Regions from separate parts of the Gossypium hirsutum genome. Here region 2 is linked to region 1. A link is a contact called in public Hi-C data. All regions are on one chromosome and are shown on one strand. Each heading gives the region's core, a stretch centred on a gene start, on an enhancer-like site or on the middle of the called end of the contact. The rest is flanking DNA. Distances are from core to core; before and after follow the strand shown. Region 1 holds the start of LOC107944720 (60S ribosomal protein L9). Region 2 holds the start of LOC107951382 (probable F-box protein At2g36090).

Evidence for each region. A called contact is a pair of places that touch in the nucleus more often than the background predicts.
Region 2: a contact with region 1 is called in a Hi-C map of leaf, with 2.7 times the contacts expected there. The contact joins the promoter of LOC107951382 here to the promoter of LOC107944720 in region 1. A contact is called at or near these places in 5 of 34 Hi-C or Micro-C datasets (callus and leaf).

Annotation. Positions count from the first base shown.
Region 1 is chrA02:41,911,193-41,914,970 of Gossypium_hirsutum_v2.1, reverse strand. LOC107944720 (60S ribosomal protein L9) reads left to right here and starts at 2,171. Exons shown (of 3, transcript XM_016878547.2): 1 at 2,171-2,662; 2 at 3,140-3,262; 3 at 3,362-3,602. The coding sequence starts at 2,288. The coding sequence ends at 3,448.
Region 2 is chrA02:42,430,378-42,434,155 of Gossypium_hirsutum_v2.1, reverse strand. It overlaps LOC107951382 (probable F-box protein At2g36090), which reads left to right and starts at 1,702. Exons shown (of 2, transcript XM_041083770.1): 1 at 1,702-2,710; 2 at 2,875-2,906. The coding sequence starts at 1,702. The coding sequence ends at 2,906.

The DNA of each region.
Region 1 (3,778 bases), core at 922-3,421:
GATCCAAAGATTTCTGGCATACTACTAGTGGATGTAAGTATGCATAACCAAGTTTTTAACATGTGCACACTACTTTTATGCTTATCCGTCATTTATTAGAATCAAAGTGATTATATTTTATTTGCATAATCAAAGAAATTCTATTAGATCTAACCAACTTCAATACCTATCTTATTTTTTATTTGCATTTTAAGAAAGAGTGCAATTAGATAATTATTCCTGATGAGAATGTTAACATCCAACCAATTATGCTTTGATCAATAATGGTAATTTTGCACCATTTAACCTTATTACAATTGGTTTAAGGCCCACGATGAACCACATTTATATTAGTCAGGAGAGCATCATCAACTTCTGAAAAATGGGTATTATTAAGTCGTTGGAAGAGGAATATGCAAGCGTGTGTTGAACCTGACGAAGTCGTCCAACCTGACAGGCGAAGTATCCACCGCCTTGTGGCTGAGCCACTCAAGCTGCCCAATCGCCCAAAGCTACTGAACCTGTCCAAGTTGTTGAACCTATGCAACCGGACAAACATGTCAATCTTCCAAATGAGAAATCTGGCTTTAATATACTAGATCAATCGAACTTGTTAACTACTAGGAGTTGAGAGACCCTATAAGCAATTGGCTAATATGCAAGAGTTGAGGTTTGGTGGCGAATTTTAGAATCCGAGGTGAGTCGAGAGATCGTGAGTATCTAAAGTTAACAATGGATAATTCCTGATCAATTTGACTAAGCCTAATCATTAGTTTCTAATTAAACTAATCAACCACTACATTTTACACTTGAGAGGAAAGTTTTTAATTGAGATTGTTTTAGTTCAGTAGTTTAAACAATTTTGCTTTGTTTTTTTAGTAATTAGAATAAAATTCCTTTAAGTCGGTCTGTTCATAATCATGAATTTAATTAGATTAGTAATTTAGGTTAATAATTATAAGTATTCAAAACCTAAATTTGAAGTAAATTATTTTCTTTTGGATTTGATTATTAGAATACTTTCATCCAAGTATCTATTGTATTATAACTTAACAACAACTGCACACCTGCAGCTTCAAATGACAATAAATTTAAATAGTACTTTAAGACACACTCAATAATTATTAGGTTCTTTGCATGTGCCAAATAATATTTTCTTTAGAAAGAGGCTAGGCATATATTATATCTTAGGTTGGATGCGCAAAGAAACCTATAAGGCAAAAAGAAATCCACAAGGAAGTTTATGCTTTGAAATGTTGTCTAATGCTTAAATAAGAAGAGGTAACAAAAAAAAAATGAAAAAATGAGTTTTTTTTTTCAGAATAAGTGAATAACGGTAAGACCAAGGGCAAAACTAGAAAATTACTTTGGGACAAAGATAAATCATAATTTTTTTAGGAGAGAGGAAGTGAAGAGAAAATTTATTATTATACTAATTTTTAATTATTAAAATTTTGAACGCATCATAAGAAAATTTTACCATTTTTGGGGTGGAGGCAGGGCTATCGCCTTCCCCTGTCTACACATTGGGTAAGGTTGGAAAAGATAGCCTTTAGCTACTCTAGGGCTACTAATTACATGAGAATTGCACGGGCCAAATTATCCCTTGCACACTTAAATTATTATACATTTTGGTCATTATTCACAATTATTATTATTATTTTTAAATAATTTCATTATAGGTTCTGATCAAATCTACTTAACACAATACTTAAAATTACTTATAGTTCCTCCCTAATCTATAAACAAGATAATAATTCGTTTTAGTACACTCGAACACATGTCCTCTTGTATAGACAACAATATTCATGACAATCGAATTAAGATTCAATCGATTGGTCATTATTCATAATTAAAAATTTAATAAAATGAAATAATAAATTACATATAATTAAAAAATAAGCAACTAACTACAAAAAGGAGTACAAATATGCAAGTGTTTGAAGAAATTCTTAAATAGTTATTACTTGTTATTGAGATTAATGGAATAGTAAATTTTGGTTTAGACAATTTGTTGATTAAAAAAAAAGAGCAACTGAATTAATTAACTTTTGATAAATACACAAGTTTACATTAATTCAATTTATTGCTTATTATCTCGAAAAATAAGCTTTTTAATTGGGCCGGACTCTCACAGCAATCTATTTTTCTCCTCTATTTTCTGCTCTTAACCCTAAAGCCGGCCCAAAACTGAATCCTTATACTAATAAATTATATAACATTACAGCCTTTAAGTTATAGGGTTTTTACACTCTACTTAGTCCCTCCATCGAAGCCGCACCGAGGAAGGAAGCAGAAGGCAAGCAAAATGAAGACCATTCTTTCTTCAGAGACAATGGACATCCCTGATGGGGTTGATATTAAGGTGAAGGCCAAGATGATCGAGGTTGAAGGTCCCAGGGGTAAGCTCATCCGTAACTTCAAGCACCTCAACCTCGATTTTCATCTTATCAAGGACGAGGAGAGCGGCAAACGCAAGCTCAGGATCGAGGCTTGGTTTGGCTCTAGAAAGACTAGCGCCGCCATCCGTACTGCTCTCAGCCACGTTGAGAATCTCATCACCGGCGTCACCAAGGGCTACCGTTACAAGATGAGGTTTGTTTATGCTCATTTTCCCATCAACGCCTCCATCACTAACGGCAACAAGTCCATCGAGATCCGTAATTTCCTTGGCGAGAAGAAGGTCTTCTCTCTCTCTCTCTCTCTCTCTCTCTCTCTCTCCGTTCTTTTAATCTCTTATTGAATCGAAATCACATTGACACTGTTGATTTAATTCCCTTTATTTGTTTTTTTTTGTTTGAATAAGGCATTTATTATTGTTTTTATCATATATTAGGGCTTTTTTTGTTTCATTTTCTTTTTGGCCTATTCAAGCGTACGATGCTGTTGAAATGCTACATTAAGAGCATATGTTGATTCATATATTTTGTTTGTTTAATGTCAACACCCTTAGGACTTGACAACCTAAAATTCTTATATTTTCTGGAGTTCTGGTTGCATTGACTGATGTAGAGAAATGGGCAGGCATTGTTTTTACATCTTGAACCAAATTGTTCATGTTTTAGGGTTCAAGTAACCAAATATGAAACATGTTCAAGAGTTTGATAAGTTCCTTGTATTCCAATGACATTATGTTAACGTTTGCACCGGTGAACATTAGGTGCGAAAGGTGGATATGTTGGAAGGGGTATCCATTGTTCGATCAGAGAAGGTTAAAGACGAGATCGTGTTGGATGGTAACGATATCGAACTTGTGTCACGCTCGGCAGCTTTGATAAACCAGGTAGGCCCTCTGTCGATCCCTTTTAAACACTGAGATTGAAGCTGGAGATGATTGATATTTGGTATTTATCTTGATGAATGTGAATTTTGATTGGAACAGAAATGCCATGTGAAGAACAAGGATATTAGAAAGTTCCTTGATGGTATCTATGTTAGCGAGAAGGGCAGGATCGCTGAAGAAGAATGATTGGTACGGTATCTCTTGTTTCATAGTGTTATAATGCTCTGCTTTGGTTTTCAGACTTTAGATTATAAGGATGTTATCTTATATTTGTTTCATCTTTATGTTTTGCGACATTGAGCTCCTTTCATCAATGACTTGGAATGCAATTTTTCGGCAACCCTTTTGCTGCAATTTAAGAAGGCATGAAAGCCTTTGGTTTAAAGACTTGATTATCATCCAAATTATTGAAAATAAGATAAGATACGATATATTTAAGCATTTTAGGATATATTCTGAAAAAGAATGCTACCATAAACAAATATTTTTTTAAGAAGCCTTACTTGTAATATTTAA
Region 2 (3,778 bases), core at 453-2,952, 520 kb before region 1:
AGAATTATTACATAAATTGTTGTATCGATTTTTGTGACTAGCAATAGAACAATGAACAACAAACAAAAACTAAAGAACACCAAATATGTTTATGCAATTCGTGAACCACCTATGTTAGGCTTCACTCAAAGTTGAATCCACTAAAAAAGCTGAATACAAGTGCTAATTTAAGATTAATCAATCCATGGATTATTGCAACCTTGTCTCCTACACTTCATGTAAGTTCTCTCAACACTCGACCTCTCGTATTGAAGTTGGTAAAATCACTCTCAATCGATGGACAGTTTTCTTTCTATTTACACCAGTGAAATGGGTTCCCAAGATGAACTATGTAGTGTTTTATTATTTCCTCCACAATGGAGGATGAAGCTTCCATTAAAATACTTCAAGCGCTATCGTAGTGATAAAATATCCTTGAAATGAGAATAAGATAGCTTTAAAATTATATCATATTGCTTGATATCAATTTGTCAATCTTGTCCATTAATATCCTCTTAATAAAGGATAGTAAAAAGTTCATAAATCTTGAACTTAGAATAAAAATCAATCTTAGTATAAACAAATCAAGATTACCGACAAACAATTTTGCACCAACATATTATAGTAGGGAATTCCTTCAAATTCTTCACCATTTTTAATAAAGGAGGAGAACTGTGTCTAACAGAAGATTAGGGTCCATGTCCAACCTACTTGAAACTAATGCATTGCCACTTGGCAAATTCAAAGAGCTTTTGCCTTGAATTTCACGTATTTTGGTTTCCTTAATGTTTATGGGCAACTATTGTACCTAAATATATAGAAGCCTTTAGCTTTGAATCAATTAAACTGGTTAATTGCAGTTTTGCTTCTAGTTAATGAAATTCGTCCACAATAAAGAGCTTCCATTTCTTTCACAATAGTGCCAAAATGTTGGGCAGCTTTCCTTTTTCGTCCGTAACAACCATTCCCCACGAATTACATGAAGTTCTATGCAACCAACATTTTGATCCCATTCTCTCAACCCTAATAATATAAATTATTAAGACTATTTAATTATTTGATGATGTCTTAAGAATGAATCAATCAAATTAAGTTAAAAGTTGATTTGTTTTTGTTAACTAGCATATAAATTTTTATATACTTAGTGAACGTTATGACACTTGTTAACAAATTTGATTACCTGTTAAAAAAAAGTATTAATTATAAATTTATATACTAAAGCATCCAACACTAATAAAAATTTAAGATGGATTTTTTTTTTGAGCTGAATTGATTGATGGGTGATTAGGGAATAATATGAATAATAGCACAGATGAACCTCTCACTTATCTTTCATTTAATATGATAAATGACTTTTCAACTTCACAAAGCCATCACTTAATTACGGGCTTAGGCAGTCTAGTATAGAGGTTACAACTTAATAGCTTGGACGAACCTAATGGTGTTTTCCATTTAAAGAATTTGGCTGTTTGAACTTGGCAAAGTTTCAAAGTTGGCAAGCCAACCCTGCAGTTGGCGGTTCACTATCTTTGGCCTAATTGTGGATTGTCCCACGGATTTATGGAAGAAATTTAAACCCTGTAAAACGCGGCTACTGACTTGTATCACGTTGGTCAATGGTGTGTTTCATGGTCATACATCATCTCTATGGACGGCTAGATGGGTCAAATGACTGTTATATAAACAAGTGGGAGCGTATCCATAGTAGGCAAAAAAAAAATGATGGAGCATTTGAAATGTGATTTGAAGTGCTTAAGCAGGGATATCCTAGCTGATATCATGGCTCGACTAGATGGTTCAACCCTGGCCTCAGCTGCCTGCACATGTTCTGACCTTCGAGGCATAGCTCGAAACCAAAGGTTATGGAAGCAATTGTGTAATTCCACATGGCCTTCCACTGCACTCGACGAAGCCCAACACCTTATTTCATCATCAACGGATGGTTTTCGCAGATTCTATGCTGATTCTTATCCTCTTATTTCGAATGATCACAAAGATGCCAACAATTACTTTCCTATACAACCAACCCTTATTTCCCCGTCTAATTTTGCTTTGTTTATAGATGTTTATTATAGAGAAAAATGTACTACTTCCAGTGTCTTAGACGGCATACCAATGGAAACCGATTTCGGCCAAGATGATGACACAACAACTGGTCTTATGAGTTGGGTATTGAACTGTCCATTCAAAGTGGTACCCTCAGATATTAATGATGAAGATATCGAAGACGGTGACGATGGACATGACTTCATATCACTTGTGGGAAAAGCAGATGATCGTTGCAATGAACTAAAAGAAGGGATTCGATTAAGTTGGGTGTTATTAGACAAGAAGAGAGGAAAAGCTGGAAATCTATCAAGCTGGAAGCCATTGTCGGTGAAGAAAATATGGGCTTCCAATGGTGACTATATTCTACATTTTGGGTGCATTATCCCAGTCCAAGAGAGACTACAACTGCCTCACAACTTGGCCAAGTGTCTTATAGTGGCAAGATGCAACATAGAGGAAAAACATGGGTATTTGAGATCGAAAGAGGTTAGTATGCACATTGAGGACACTAGTGGAGCATATGTAAATGGTGGCAAGAGTTTAATCATCTTAAACCAAGCTCTATATTGCTCGCGAAGTAATAATCGTCATGCTGTTAAAAAGGGTTACATACAATTTGAGGGACGAAAGCAAGAGATTATAAGGAAAAAGAAGCTCGAAGAAACCATGGCTGATTGGCTTTGTATATCTTTTGAAGTAGTAATCCTCTTAATTTTAGGGTACCGAATTTTACCCATTTATTATATGGTCCAATGACAACTTAAGTAACCATTGCAAAGCACACTGTTTCTAGGACAAATAATTATTCATGTTAAACTGTGTTTTAACTTGTTTCATCAATTACAGACTGTTACGATGTTGCAATCCACAACCTTTGACAAATCAAAATGAAAATTTGAGAGTTTCCCAAGTTAAATGATGTTGATGGGTTTGGTCCAGCCTATGGATTTGGGCACATATATAGGATTGAATTGGGTACGGCATACTTATTGGAGAAGAGGGTATCCATTTTAAGTAGGGTTTAATGAGAGGCTCATTCTTCGTAATGGGCTGATAAATTTAAGAATATATCTATATTATATTTATACATCTATACTATACTAATAGTAACCTAAAAATGTTAGATGTGGCGTTTTTAAAAAATATATATATGTCAGAGTGGAAATTATTTTCAAAAATTAAAAAATTAAATATTCTAAAAATTAAAAAAATTAATATTAAATGTATTAAAAGTTCAAGAAATCTATAAATATATATATATATGAAAATTTGTTAAAAAGTGTAAATTATAAAATATTATTAAAAATTTCAAAAAGAAATTAATATCTGTAAAAAATTATTAAAATTTTGAAACCATTCATTTTCAATTCACACCCAAACTAGAAACCGAGTTCTACTAATTAAAACCCATTGGTTTAACTTTGTGATTTCATTATGATTAGTAAATAGAAGGAAAACCTACTTGAAAAAGAGAATGTCGTGGTCAGTCAAAATAAAAAGAATGAAGAAGGAAATAGGGCTTTTTTAATAAAAATAACCTTAAAAAATTAATTAATTATTTAAATAATCTATTTTTTTGATAAAATATGAAAATAACTTAAAATCTACAGTAAAAGTTAGTGGAGTCAAAGTGTTCGGTGCTATCAACATGTCACGTCAGCAATCTACATTAAAAAATTATTTTTTTTGTGGAGCCATTTAAAATAACGCCACTTGTATAAAAACTAAAAAAATACTGTGATTTTTAAAA